3 separate regions of the Mus musculus genome follow, and regions 1 and 2 are each linked to region 3. Evidence: chromatin contacts called from public HiChIP or PLAC-seq and promoter capture Hi-C data. All regions are on one chromosome and are shown on one strand. Each heading gives the region's core, a stretch centred on a gene start, on an enhancer-like site or on the middle of the called end of the contact. The rest is flanking DNA. Distances are from core to core; before and after follow the strand shown.

Region 1 (4,307 bases), core at 339-2,838, 230 kb after region 3:
CAGAGTGGTGTCAGCTGAGACAGACACACATGCTAAGGCAAAGACACACGCTGAGACAAGACCCGTAGAAGACACGTGATGTTTAGATGTGAGTACCCGGTAGACAGTAATCGAGGCATATCAGCTTGCTTATCAAGTTCGCCGCTGTGCAATGCTTGTGGGTCTCACATCTTCCCTGATCTTCGATTTGCTGGGAGACGCACAGCAGAGAACTTTCCCTGGCATTCCTCCCTAATTCTAATTCCTGCTGACCTGTGCTGAGGCTGAGGCCTGTCTCTGCTAGGGCGTGCCACCACTGCTAACCCACGTTTGCTAACCTGACTACGGAACTGGACTGCTGATATAGCCGTAAAGTATTTGTGAGTGGATCAAGCTGCCGCTGCTGACCTATGAACGGAACTGGTGACTTTCACACAACACAGACGGAAGTCGCTCCAAAGAACCTTTCTAAACAGGTCCACTTCCCCGGTATCCATTCTTTTCCACTACCTCTAGTGGGCTAAAAGAGAGGTTACACCGTTTAAGGACCATCATTAAAAATAAGGTTTAAAAAAATTAAAGTTATACTGGAGAATGGGCTTTGAGATTTCAAAAGCCTGTACCAGACTCTCTCTCCCTCCCCTCCCTTCCCCTGCCATGCCTCCCTCCATGATGATAATGGACTAAACCTCTGAAACTGTAGGCCAGCCCCCAGTTAAATGTTTTCTTTTTTAGGAGTCAGGGTGTTTCTTCACAGCAATACAATAGTGACCAGGGCAATGATACATGCATTTAAGCCCAGTGCCGGAAAGGCGGAGACAGGGGGATTCCCTGGAGCTCCCTGGCCAGCCAACGTAGCCTACTTGGCGATCCTCAGGGCAGTGAAAAAACATGCACACATAGGTGCATACGTGTGCACTGGGACTACACACACATACATGCACATGCGTGTGTGCACACAGATGCAGGCATGTGCACACACTTACACACACACATAACGTGAACAGAAGAAAGGAAAGAGAAAGTGAAGGATGGAGAGAGGGGAGTAGTAAGAAAGGAAGGGAAATGACAAAGGGAGGGAAGAGAGAGAAGAAAAGGAAGGTACTGAGGGCTGGTGATATGGTTTAGAAAGTAAAGGAGCTTGCTGCCAAGCCTGAGGACCTGAGTTCAATCCCCAGGCCCCAAATGGTAAGAGAGACCAACCCCAGCAAACAGCCCTCCACATGTGCATGCAGCACGCATATGCTCCCTCTCAAAGACAGCGAGTAATAGTTTTTAGAAAGAACACATACTTATAGAACCAGGAGCTGAGAAGATAAAATTAATTTCCCAGATTCCATCCCAGTCTCAGTGTTGCAGCCATGACTGAACTGGTCCCAGGGTTGGTTGCCTCTTCCTTACCTCCTAGCCTGGTGGCCCTGCCCTAAAACAACATTTCCAAGACCCTGACCTCTGGGGAACAGCGCCTGCTTGCTTCAACTAACAAAGGAACACATGGAGCAGGCAGGAAAGAACCAAGCCAGCATTCAGCCAGTCCCTGCTACCCCAGCCAGGGACTGGAGGGGACCGGAAAGGGGAGGGGGAGGGGAGAATGGTAGCAGGAAGAGGGGAGGAGGCAGAGGGCTGAGCTGGCCCTCTGTGACTCAGCCGGGCTCTGGGACAGAGAATTGGTTGGGGGTGGGGTGGGGGAGGACTTGGGAAAGCTGTGACATGTCCATACACTGGCCTCTGGCCACAGTGCAGCTGATGGCTGAGGCCATGAAGTGAGAGCCTGCAGTCTGAAGCCAGTTTCACTCCAAGAGGCCTTAGGATATGAAGCCATGTGACAGTCCTTGGGGTTCTCACCTATCTGGGATACAGGTAGCACAGGCATGGTCAGCACACAGTGATTCCAGCACGAGAGGCAGAGGAAGAAAGACTTCAAGTTCCAGGTGGACAAAATGGCCTAGCAAGTTTAGACAATTGCCACCAAACCTGACGGCCTAAGTTGGATCCTCAGGGCTCAGGTGGTAGAAGGGCAAAACTGATACATACATACACATGCTAAAATGTAATAAAATAATAAACCAAGCTTGGAGTATAGCTGGGTCAGGAGAGGGCTTGCCTAGTATGCATGAAGCCCTGGGTTCGATCCCCTGCCCTCCTAAACCAGGGTGGGCACACCTGTGATCCCAAAAGTAGGGAGGTGGGGTGGGAGGATCAGAAGTTCAGGGTTATCCTCAGCTACATAGTGAGTCTGAGGTCAGCCTGGGCTATAAAAACAATTTTAATCTCAGTGCTCAGGAGGCAGGGGGCTGGGGTCCTGGTGCCTGAATTGGGAAGCTTGTAAAACCAGGAGTATCCCAGATACTTGACAGAGGTCAGGAGGCCCATGTTACAACTCTCTGGTGACACTGTTCACACAAGCATTGTCTGGGAACTTGGGTCTAACAGAAGCAACAGGCCCCTGTGTGCTGTCCTCAATCGCCACTTACTGGGAAGAAACCCGAGCTCTGTTGCAGGGTTTCCATTTCAGCTGCCTGGGGGTGACCCGCTCACCACAGGACAGTAGGAGACAGGGCCCAGGATTCTGGCCCAGTGAATGCGGTAGTGGCCTAGAGAGGGGAACAGTGCCAAGTAGAGCAAGAGAAAGCCCAAGTCCTATGAGGTAATATGGCCCCGGGGCAGGGAAGAGGGCAGCAGGATGTAGGCACCATGGCCCAGAACTCCAGCCAAGCCGCTGGCCCTGGCTCATTCACTGGGCACTTCTACCAGGAGATGGTCCCTCGATAAGGGTGACACTAGACACTAGACTGACACTAGACATGCCCAGCCTCTTTAAAAAATATATATGTATATGTATGTATATGTATGTATATATGTATATATATGTATGCATACACATACATATGTGTATATATAGGGGGGAGGGATATATGCATGCCCTATGCACGAAGGGTTCCAACTTGGCAGCAACTTGGGGGGTGGGGTCATCTGGTCATTTCTCTCCTTCCAGAAGAAGTCTTCAGGGCTCGAACTCAGGTCTTCAGGCTTGGCAGCAAGCCCCTTTCCCTGCTGAGCCAGCTTGAGTCCCTTCTTTTCCATATTTGTTATATAGCCCAAGTTGGTCTCAGGCTTTCCATCCTCCTGCCTCTTTCTCCCCAGTGCTGAGATTAAGGGCCCAGGACACCATTCTAACTGCATTTGGCTGAGGATCAGGGAACACAGGCAGCTTGCCGTGGGTCACCGAGAGGTCACCCGATTCCATGACCTCCCAGCTGAAGACAAGCAAAGGCTGCGTCTGGGACGGTCCCTCCCTGTGAGTCTTGCCAACTTCCAGGCAAAAAACAAAGTCCAAGTTTTAAACCAGCTGTGCCTCAGGCTCGGGAGAATGGGAGAGATGGAGTCCATCTGCCTGGGTCCCTGTCCCCACCCTTCTCCCATCACTCTCCCCTGGTCACCAGGGTCAGCAGGATGCTGGGAACAGCCAGGCCCAAGCCTTACACAGCTGTGTAACTCCTGCCAAGCCCACGGTGAAACATGTGAAGAGTGTGACAGAACAGATAAGGAAACTGGTTGGGGTCTTCGGACCCCTTGACAGTGCCTAGAGGCCTGACCACCATGCGGAGAGGGACGGCAGCAGAGACCAGCGGGAGGCTCTGGGAGAGCCTCCAAGCCAAGGAGCAGCAGCAGCTAGTCCCTATGCAGACATGACTTCGGGGTGGGGGGATGGATGAAGCTGGGAAAAGCAAGCTGGGGGTGGGTGGCAGACCAGCAGCAAACAGCCCCCCTCTCCCAATCAACCGCCAGCTGTGGGGTTTATTTGGTTGGTTGTTTGCTTGCTTTTTGATTTGTGAGACAGTCTCTTTAGTTAGCCCTGGCTCTCCTGAAACTCATGGAGATAGGCTAGCCTCCAACCGACAAAAAATCTGCCTCCCCAGTGCTGGGATAAAAGGTGTGTGTACTACCACCCCTCTGGGGTTTTTGTTTGTTTGTTTGCTTAATTATTTATTTTTATTTTATGTGCATTGGTGTTTTGCCTGCCTGCATGTCTATGCGAGGGTGTCAGATCCCCTGGAACTAGAGTTACGGACAGTTGTGAGCCACTATGTGGTTGCTGGGAATTGAATTCAGGTCCTCTGGAAGAGCAGCCAGTGCTCTTAAACACTGAGCCATCTCTCCAGTCTACCTTTTTGCTTGTTTGTTTGTTTGTTTGTTTTTTGAGACACTATTTCACATAGCCCAGCATAAGGCGAACTCAAGTTGCCAGTTTGCACAACAAATGCATTTACTCTGAACCATTTCACCAGCCAGCCAGGTAGTGAAATACACAAAACAAAACAAAACAA
Region 2 (4,767 bases), core at 971-3,470, 170 kb after region 3:
TATATATATATATATATATGCACATGTGTGCCTGTACAACATGTAGCACTGTATGACTATGGCTGTGAATATACCTGTAGATATGACTGTCCACTTGTGCTTGTGCAAGAGCATGTGTTTATGTGCATACAAGGTGTTTGTGTGTATATGCATATATACATATATGCATGTTTGGCTTGTATATATGTGGTATGTGTGCTTGAGTATATATGCACACACACATATATGTGTGTGTGTGTGTGTGTATAGTACAGGTGTGTCTATGAGTATCCATGTATGTATGTATATTGTATAGGCATATTTTTCTGTGTGAGCTGTGTGGATATGTGCTATTAATGTGTATATTTATGTTTACATGTATATGCAATGGGTGTGCAAGTGTAGATATGTGTACATGTTTTTTTTGTTTTGTTTTGTTTTGTTTTTGAGACAGGGTTCTCTGTGTAGCCCTAGCTGTCCTGGAACTCACTCTGTAGACCAGGTTGGCCTCAAAGTCAGAAATCTGCCTGCCTCTGCCTCTGCCTCTGCCTCTGGAGTGCTGGGATTAAAGGAGTACGCCACCACTGCCCGGCTTTTTTTGTTTTGTTTTGTTTTTTTTATGTGTACATAAACAATATATGTTAATATATGTGTATGCATGTATTAGTCAGTGTTCTCTGCTCCAGCTACGTTAACACTGCTAGATATGAAAGGAAAGTTCAAGAATCCAGTAGTTTCTCAGTCCATGAAGCTGGAAGTCTCAGCTGGTCTTTGCTGTACACTGCAATCCTGAAGAAGCAATCTCTAATGCCAGTGAAGGAATGGGAGAGCTAACAAGGCAAGAGCAAACAGAGAAAGCAAAAGCTTCCTTTTCCTCCTCCTTCTGGGTCCTTAGATAGGCTTTGAGCAGAAGGTGTGGCCCAGATTAAAGGATATTTTTCCCCCAACTCAAGTGATGATCTGGATTAAAGGTGTGTCTGCCTGCTTCACGATCCAAATTAAAGGTGTGTCTTTTTCAATTTCCAATTAAGCAAAAATCCCTTACAAGTGTGCCCTACATTGTGGGGTTTTAGTTAATTCCAGATGTAGTCAAGTTGACAATCAAAAATAGCAACTGCAATGCATGTGTATATAAAGTAAGTGTATGTATAGATACACATGTGCACACATGGATGCTTATACACATATGTGTGTAGTATTGTGTGGATGACTGTATGTGTATACATGTGAATATTCTGGTATGTGTATGTGTGTGTGGATAATTATGAGTGTATGTGCTCATATATCAGTGGACGTCCATATGTGCCTATGTAGTTGTATGTGTACAACATAGTGAGTGAGTGAGGCATGTGCTTACATGAAAAGGCTTCTCTGGAGGATAAGGTTTGAGCTAGAAACTCAGGACCAGGCCAGAGTGGACAGTGGTTCAGAAAGGTTAGCATAGATTAAAGGGGTGTCCTAAAGGTTAGCATAGGTTAAAGGGGTGTCCTAATTTGCTTTCTGTTGCAACAAAACACTGACCAAAATCAAATTGGGGAGGAAAGGGTTTATTTGACTTACAAGTTACAGTCTATCCACCTGTCCACCCATCCATCCATATTTGATTCAGGGCAGGAATCAAAGCAGGGGCCATGGAGGGATGCTGCTTACTGGTCCTTGCCTTGCTCGGCTACCTGCCTAGGAATGGTACCTCCCACAGTGGGCTGGACCCTTGCCCATCAATCATCAACTAAGAACACGCCCCCTAGACCTGCCAGTCTAGGAGGCAATTCCTCAACTGAGGTCCCCTCTTCCCAGGTGTGTCTAGTTGGCAACTGGAGCTTTGACGGGGGTTAGGGGGGTGAAGAACAGAAGGTGGTGGATGCAGCATAGAGCAGGCATGTGGACTGAGTGAGGGCAAAAGGGAGATGCGCCCGATTTGCGAAACAGTCTGGGAAATCCAGTGTGAAGTGGTCCAGTAGGGCAGGGGGAAAGGCAGCTGCTGAGCCACGGAAGGGGCTTTGAGGGTGACTCTGAGGGCAGCATAGGGGACAGCTAGTTCTTCCCTCTGTTGTCACTTGAGAGAAAGGTTCCAGACAAGAGCCAGAACTATGCGTTCTCAATTCAGCAAGGACCCCAGCAAAGGCATGTTGAGTCACTCAACGGCAGACAAGGATCTGGGTATAGGAAGGGGGATCCGAGTCCAGGGACATGAAATCCTACCTAAAGGGTTCCTGGAAATGAATTGAATGTCCCCTTTCTAGCTGGCTTCTGTTGCTAAGATGGATAGGTGGACAGATGGATAGCCACATAGGAGTCTGAACCAAGCCTGGTGGCTTCTTGGGACCACCCCACCAGGGAACTATAGGGCCGGGAGGGAGATACTTTGTGCCTTTCCTGTGCAGGCTTGCCAGTCAGGTTCTATGCCTTTTAAGTGCCATAGAGATGACCGGAAGGTGCAGCAGCTGAGGGCGACACCTTGTGGTGAGTTCTGTGCATTACAGGAGGGACTATAAATATACATGCATACCTTATATGTATGTCATCTCCCACTGTGTCCTCTTCACTGCCCCAACTCACCTTTCTCTTTCTGCCCTGTTTTTTCTTTCTTCTCTTCTCCAATCTCCTCTTTTTTTTCTCCCTTCCTCTCTCTCCCCGACCTCTTCCCTGTCTCCTCCCACTCTACCTATCCTCCCTCTCTTCCTCCCCCTCCTTCACGCCCCCCAGGCCGTCTTTAAATTTACTGTGTAAGCTGGTGCTAAGACCAGGCTGTGGCCTGCTGTAAGTTACTCTATATTGACTAAAACTGCCTTTTTTTCAGGTTGTGTCTTGCCCCCAGGAGTCTCTATTTTGGGGTGGAGGATGACGGCTCCCGCCCAAACGGATCTGCAGACACCATCATTCACGTAGCACAGACTAGTATGTGACTTATTCCTGGGCGTAGAAAGCTGGGTGCAGTGGCACATGCCTTTAATCCCAGCACTCAGGGGGCAGAGGCAGGCGAATTTCCGAGTTCGAGGGTAGCCTGGTCTACAGAATGAGTTCCAGGACAGACAGGGCTACACAGAGAAACCATGTCTCGAGAAACCAAAAAACAAAACAAAACAAAACAGAAAAAAAAAGAGTGACATCCAGGACAATCAAGGGACACACAATGAGACCCTGCCTCAATAAGCAAAAATAAATAAACAAATAAAATTTAATAAGGGTGCCACCCTTCAGGACAAATTGAGACTCTAGGGGCATATGGGTGATTGAAAATATTAGACACACCAAAGAAAGAGTGTAACCCCCTCACCTGGAGCCCTTAAAGTGACGAAGCAGTGGCCCCCACACCTTCTTGTCATCTGACACTCAGTGTGCGAATGAAGGACCAATATACAGAACACTCCAGGCTGCCTCTGGGGTCTCAGCACAGCGTGGTCCCTGGACTAAGAAAAACACTGAGTGCTGTAAGCCAGATTTAATAAAGCATCCTAGAAGCAGAACAGTTATCTGAGAGCTGTAGCCTATGCCCAACTTCAGAGGTTTCACAGGGGAACAATATTAGCAACCGGAGTAAGGGGTTTTTTTAGATTTTAAAATTTTTTTAAAGATTTATTTATTTATTATATGTAAGTACACTGCAGCTGTCTTCAGACACCCCAGAAGAGGGAGCCAGATCTCATTATGGATGGTTGTGAGCCACCATGTGGTTGCTGGGATTTGAACTTGGGACCTTTAGAAGGCCAGTCAGTGCTCTTAACCACTGAGCCATCTCTCCAGCCCCTTAGATTTATTTATGTATTTATTTTATGTATATGAGTACACCATAGCTATACAGATGGTTGTAAGCCTTCATGTGGTTGTTGGGAATTGAATTTCAGGACCTCTGCTCACTCTGGTCAGTCATGCTCGCTCAGTCCCTGCTCGCTCTGACCCAGAGATTTATTTATTATTATACATAAGTACACTGTAGCTGTCTTCAGACGCACCAGAAGAGGGTGTCAGATCTCATGATGGGTGGTTGCTGGGATTTGAACTCAGGATCTTCGGAAGAGCAGTCAGTGCTCTTACCCGCTGAGCCATCTCGCCAGCCCCCTAAGGCATCATTTTAGCCAAGACTGTGGCTGCTTTTTCCTAAGAATCTGCCTGAGACCAAACTGAAGAGTTTCGTTTTTGGTTTTGGAAGACAGAGTTTCTCTGTGTAGCCCTGGTTGGCCTGGAACTCACTCTGTAAACCAGGCTGGCCTCGGACTCAAGAGATCTTCCTGCCTTTATCTCCTGAATAATGGATTCAAGATGTGTGCCACCATGCTTAGCTTAAATTGAAGAGTTCGGGATTTTGTTGTCAGAGGACATTTTAAGACAGCCTAATGGCGACTCTTTCTTGTGGTTATTAATGATCACTCTAATGCATTGGGATTGTTATCTAGAAGGCAAACATAAGGGCAGGTTTCTGGGTACCAGGAACTACCCTTAGTCCTTCAGGAACCTCCCATAGCCTTCCACCAAGGTCAACTACCTCGGAAAGGGCACCTAGTTCCTGGTGACTCCCAGCAGCCTGTGTCGGCTCAGACCCCCACCCTGCTGCGTCTCATTCTGCTCACTCTCCCACTCTCGCTTCTCACTCTGCCTCCCGACCCCTCCCAGAGACAGCTTTGGCAGTTTGCTCCGCAATAAATCTTTCCACCCACGGAGAGGTCTAGTTTAGCAATTTCTCTGCACCGTCGCTTATAGGACATATATAATTACGTTTTACAGCAGGTTACAATTAAGAGATTGCCTTGAAGTCTCAAGAGAGCCCTGTGAACAGTGTTGGAATGAATT
Region 3 (4,634 bases), core at 996-3,495:
GGAGCAAGCAACAAAGAAGCCCGAGGCAACTCTCAAAAAAAAAAAAAAAAAAAGAAAAGAAAAGAAAAAGAAAAAGAAAGAAAAGCCTGCTATAGGAAATACCAACCACCCCAAATCCCAAGCCAGATGTTTATGGGTACTGTACCTGCACCTTATTTACACTGCACCCCCTTATTTACAAACTAACTTTGCCCAGGAAACCAGGCAGGCTGGGCCAGCACAGCAGCCGGAAAAGATAGCCGGCCTTGCACCTCATCCCCTGTTCCCCAAATCGGCGGGCACTCCACCAGCACCATCTCAGATCTGCACTCTCAGCAGCCAAGGAGCACAAAGCCATAAGGCAAGGAGGGGGTGTGCTAAAGGGAGCTGCGAGGTGGGCGGCAGGAAAGGAATGTAAGAGGCCCAAGAATTTCGGAGCCAGACCTGCGATCCCAGCACTTAGCAGATGAATACAGGAGAGATCAGAAGCTCCAGGGAAGCCTCCACTACAAAGCGAGTTCCAGGCCAGCCTGAGATACAAAACATCCTACTTAAAGTTTTACTTTTTTTTTTTTTTAAATTAAGCAAAACTTGGGCGAGACTTGGTTGCACTTGGTCTTTAACCCCAACGCTGGCGAGGCAGAAGCAGGCGGATCTCTGTATTCCAGATCAGCCTGCTCTACCTAAGAGTTCCAGAGCAGCCATACTGAGATTTCCCGCACCTCAAAAAAAAAAAAAAAAAAAAAAAAGGGCAAAATTGAGAAAAAAAAATAGAAGTGCAGGAGTAAACTTTTTCCCCCGTTCCTTCTCTTAACCCCGAAGGCTGAGTGCTTGCCCAAGCCAGACTGATTATTTTCATAGCCTCAAGGCTAAAGTCTTCCTTCCGGTCATTGTGTTTATTTCCATCTCCTCCTCCCTAACGCCCCCACCCCCAAAAAAAGTCCTGGCCCCGAGGGACCTGCAAGCGACCAGCTCCGGACAAAGCCCACGGCTGGGCTCCACCTGGGAGCAGGGCGGAGCACCGGACAGCCAGGGCGGGCACTGGCTTCCAAGCCTGGTGGCTCCCGCCCCCCTGCCGGGGGCCCCCACCGCAGTTACCAGGCACCGACGCCCCGCCCCCACGGTGCCCGCCGGCCAATCGCACGCAGCCTGCTGCCCTAAGCTCCGCAAGCCCTGGACACACGGACACACACACACACACACGCTCTCATAGCGAACCCGACACACACACACACACATACAAACATATACACACACACACAAACGCTCACACAGCGAACCCGAGCGCGACCCCACGGGGCTCAGGAGGGGCCGTGGCACCCCGCGCGCCCGCGCGCGCGTCCCCGAGCGAGCCCTCCCAGCCAATCAGGAGCGAAGGAGCAGGGCTGCGCGGCCCCGCCGGGGTACGCTAACTCGTCCGCTCGTTCACGCGCGGGGGGCTGCTCGCGCGAGACCATCCCTCTCAAACACCCCCAACCCAGTCCCCCGACCACCGTCCACGCGTCTGGATACAATGTACGCAGGCGCGGAACGCCGCGAGTCCTCCCCCACGCACCACGGGTGTGCGCGTGCAACTGTCGTCTCCCCCCACCACCAGCCGCCCCATCCCCCCAAAAAAGCCGCGTCGCGTCCGCTGCCAAGGCCCCCAAGTAGAGTGGACTTTGGGGGGGGTCACAGCGCGTCCGCTTCCTCACCCCGAAGTTGTCCCCTTGCCACTCGCAGCGCGCCAAGCGACCCCAACTCTCACGCCCGAGTCGGTGCACACACTCCCGACGGGGGCAGAGTGTCGAATAAAGACGCCCCTGTTCGCCATGGCACCCCGAGGCAGAGGGGGACGACGGAGGGGACACTCGAGGGAAAGGGGACGATCTGAGGCGACAGGGACTCACCCGAAGAGCAGCCGGGGAGGGTCGGGGAGGGGGGGATGCGGACAGCAAGCGAGTGTAGGCCGGAGGGGCCTCGGCGAGCTGGCGAACGGGGTGGAGGTGAGAGGGCGAGGGGGGCCCGTGCGTCTCGGCCGTGCTCCTGTCACCGCCGCATGGCCGCCCCCGGCGGGGCCTCGCTCCACGCTGGGTCGCCAGACGCCGGGGGGGGGGGGGGGGAACAGGGACGAAGCCCAGGGATAACCGCGGCAGGCGGGCGGCAAGCGCGTGCAGGGAAGCGGGGGGGCCGCCGGTGCCCCCTTTTCTCTGCTCTCCCAGCTTATCTCTCACCCTCCTCCTCCTCCTTTTTTTTCCCCCTTTTTTTTTTTTTGCCTTTTTTTTTTTTTTTTTTTTTTTTTGTTCCTCGAAGGTGCCGCTGCGCGTGCGCACAAGCAGCACCGCCCACCGGGAGTTGTAGTTCTGAACCCGCGCTCACCTACGCAACGGGTGGGTACCCCGAACTATAACTCCCAGACAGCCTTGCGGCATGAACCCTGATTCTCTCCCCACCGCCCCCCTCTAGGCCGAGGCGAAGCGCCGCGGCGCCCGGCCCTCTCCGGCTTGGACTGTCAATGGAAGCGCGCGGGTGGTGGGAGCGAGAACATGGCTGCACCTGGGGCCTGCGCGGCCGCCCGGATGGGGGAGGGGAGTGGGGTGAGACCTAGAACTTAGTGTCCCCCCCCTTCCTTCTCCAGCAGGCCACAACTTCCACTTAAATAACTCTTTGCTACCAACATCCCTTTGCAAATTGCAAAGTTAGGGACATTGCAAAGGCCAGGGGAGCCCCGGGGCTGGCCTGTCGCCTGATTTGCAGAGGGAGGTCCCCCCAGCTCCGGGACACAAAGAACTCAATGTTTTCAAAGCTGGCTTTAGAAGCAACCAGAGTGGACTTGCCCAAACTTGGGACAGGCAACGGATGGGAGGGGGTGAGGAACTCGTGATTTCCATTTCTTCTCTCTTCGAGTCTTTACACAGCTCCACATTTAGAAGGAGAATTGAAGAAATCCTGATCGTCCCCACAGCTACAAAGAAAGTAAACTTAAGACCCTCCTCCGGCCATTATATTTATTTTTCTCAACTACTTCATAAGATCAATGACTTTCGAAGAGTATCAACTAACTGTTCATCTAAGTTAAATGCAAAAGTTAAAAAAGCCCGAGTCTGAAGAACTTAGCTGTTAATGCAAAGGACAGAATTGGGTGAATTTGTGGTGTTTGTTCGTTTGTTTTTTCCTTTTTCTTTTTTCTTTTTTTTCCTTCCCACCGCTTATGTCCGCCGAATATTCGGGCGCCCTCCCCCACCCGTTGCTTCTCGGTAGGTGGCGGCCACAAGGCTTTTTCCAGCCTCCCAGCCTCTTTGTCGCTTGCTGGAAAACTTTCCGTGCAAGCCACTCTTTTGATGTAGTTCCAAAACCCTGCCTTTGAATTCGGGTTCAAGGATTGGCGTTCTCTGGTCGACTTTCTTGTATGAAACCGCACCCACAAAGCCTCATCTACAATCTCCATGTTGGATTTCTTTGCACTCCACGGAGTCTTTAAGGATTCCTGGGAAGCAGTCTGATTAGAGAAGCCGCCTACGTTTTTTGGTTTTTATTACGATTTTCCCTAACAATATTTACACCCTTCGTTTCCTTTCCTAATCCGATTGTGACTCAACTCTGTCGACTCTGTCCAGGGCTATTCATTAAGTTGTCAAAAGAACAACTTGCTCTTTGCCCCCGGATTTCACTGCTCTTTGGAATATTTAACCAGATTCCATAAGACCGAAACAGGAGTCCTACTCCTTTGCAGCAGGGGCTACGTTCTAAGATGCATGCCTGAAATTAAATCACTCCAAACTTTTTTCCCTACATATGCTTAGGATGAAAGTTCTGCAAGGTCCTGGGATGCACACCTGACATTCCAACACTTGGGAGGATATGAGCTGGAGAAGAGACTGTCCAAGTAGGGAATTCATGTCAGCCAGGGCTAGGAGATAAGACCATGTTTCTCAAAACAACAAAGAAAGAAAACATTACAAAGGTTTTTGTTTTAATTACATACAAAAGATTAAAAATAACACAGTGATACTAAAACAATATTCTGGGGCCAGGATGTAGCTTAGCTGGTAGTGTGCTTGCCAACATGCACAGGCCCCTACCTTCAGCACTACATACATACATACATACACTACATGAAACATAAAGGGTAACGTACATACATACATACGTGGTTTATGTACTACAGGAAACATAAAGGGTACCACATATCTGTAATCCCAGCCCATGGGAGATGGAGGCAGAAAGACAAGTTCAACTTTGTCCCCTGCTATACAGAGACTCTGAAGTCAAACAGGGATCCATGCGACCTTGTATTCAGTAACAGTAGCAATAATATTGATAAACCATTCGTAACAATATATCATAACATCTATATGAATATCACTCAAAACACTCAGTTGTCCACACCCTCCTGCCTCCTTTCACGACAGGGAAAGACTGGCTTCGGCTGGCAACCTTGATCTTTGGCCAACTTTTCCCACTGCTGGAGTGTACTGGAGCTTCTTTGTGCACAGGCAGTGCCTGTCAGTAACGCTTGTATTTTCCAGTTCAGACTCGTTCCTCTGTAACCATCTCTTACTGCATTAAATGGTTTTCATCTCTTAGACGGTCTTAATCCTCTCAGGAGAGGACTTGTTCCATAGATGCCATTGGTCTGTTTTGGCTTTGAAATGGCTCTCACTCTGTAGCCTGAT

The links. Promoter capture Hi-C pulls out the DNA fragments that hold promoters and counts their contacts. HiChIP or PLAC-seq counts read pairs in DNA pulled down with a chosen protein or histone mark.
Region 1: a contact with region 3 is called in an H3K27ac HiChIP or PLAC-seq map of embryonic stem cells, with 7 read pairs. The contact joins the enhancer-like site here to the promoter of Gtf2i in region 3. A contact is called at or near these places in 2 of 484 Hi-C or Micro-C datasets (cerebral cortex and embryonic stem cells), 5 of 115 datasets of contacts at active chromatin or transcription factors (embryonic stem cells, extraembryonic endoderm stem cells and pancreatic cancer cells) and 3 of 9 other capture datasets (adipose tissue, liver and pancreatic islet).
Region 2: a promoter capture Hi-C map of hematopoietic stem and progenitor cells shows a contact between it and region 3. The contact joins the enhancer-like site here to the promoter of Gtf2i in region 3. A contact is called at or near these places in 12 of 39 promoter capture datasets (the C10 cell line, the HPC-7 cell line, cranial neural crest and 7 more), 3 of 115 datasets of contacts at active chromatin or transcription factors (embryonic midbrain, embryonic stem cells and regulatory T cell precursor) and 2 of 9 other capture datasets (adipose tissue and liver).

Annotation. Positions count from the first base shown.
Region 1 is chr5:134,538,538-134,542,844 of GRCm38.p6, forward strand. The region is part of intron 1 of Clip2 (CAP-GLY domain containing linker protein 2); the gene reads right to left. Among named protein-coding and RNA genes, the nearest start is that of Clip2, 12 kb to the right of the region's middle. Within about 2 kb of position 1,589, at least 227 of the 459 cell types and tissues checked have an H3K27ac peak or open chromatin away from gene starts, as enhancers often do. A contact at or near this core is called in adipose tissue, cerebral cortex, embryonic stem cells and 2 more, where this site is marked.
Region 2 is chr5:134,483,696-134,488,462 of GRCm38.p6, forward strand. No RefSeq gene overlaps it. Among named protein-coding and RNA genes, the nearest start is that of Gtf2ird1, 29 kb to the left of the region's middle. Within about 2 kb of position 2,221, at least 16 of the 459 cell types and tissues checked have an H3K27ac peak or open chromatin away from gene starts, as enhancers often do.
Region 3 is chr5:134,312,515-134,317,148 of GRCm38.p6, forward strand. Gtf2i (general transcription factor II I) reads right to left here and starts at 2,246. Exons shown (of 34, transcript NM_010365.4): 1 at 1,869-2,246.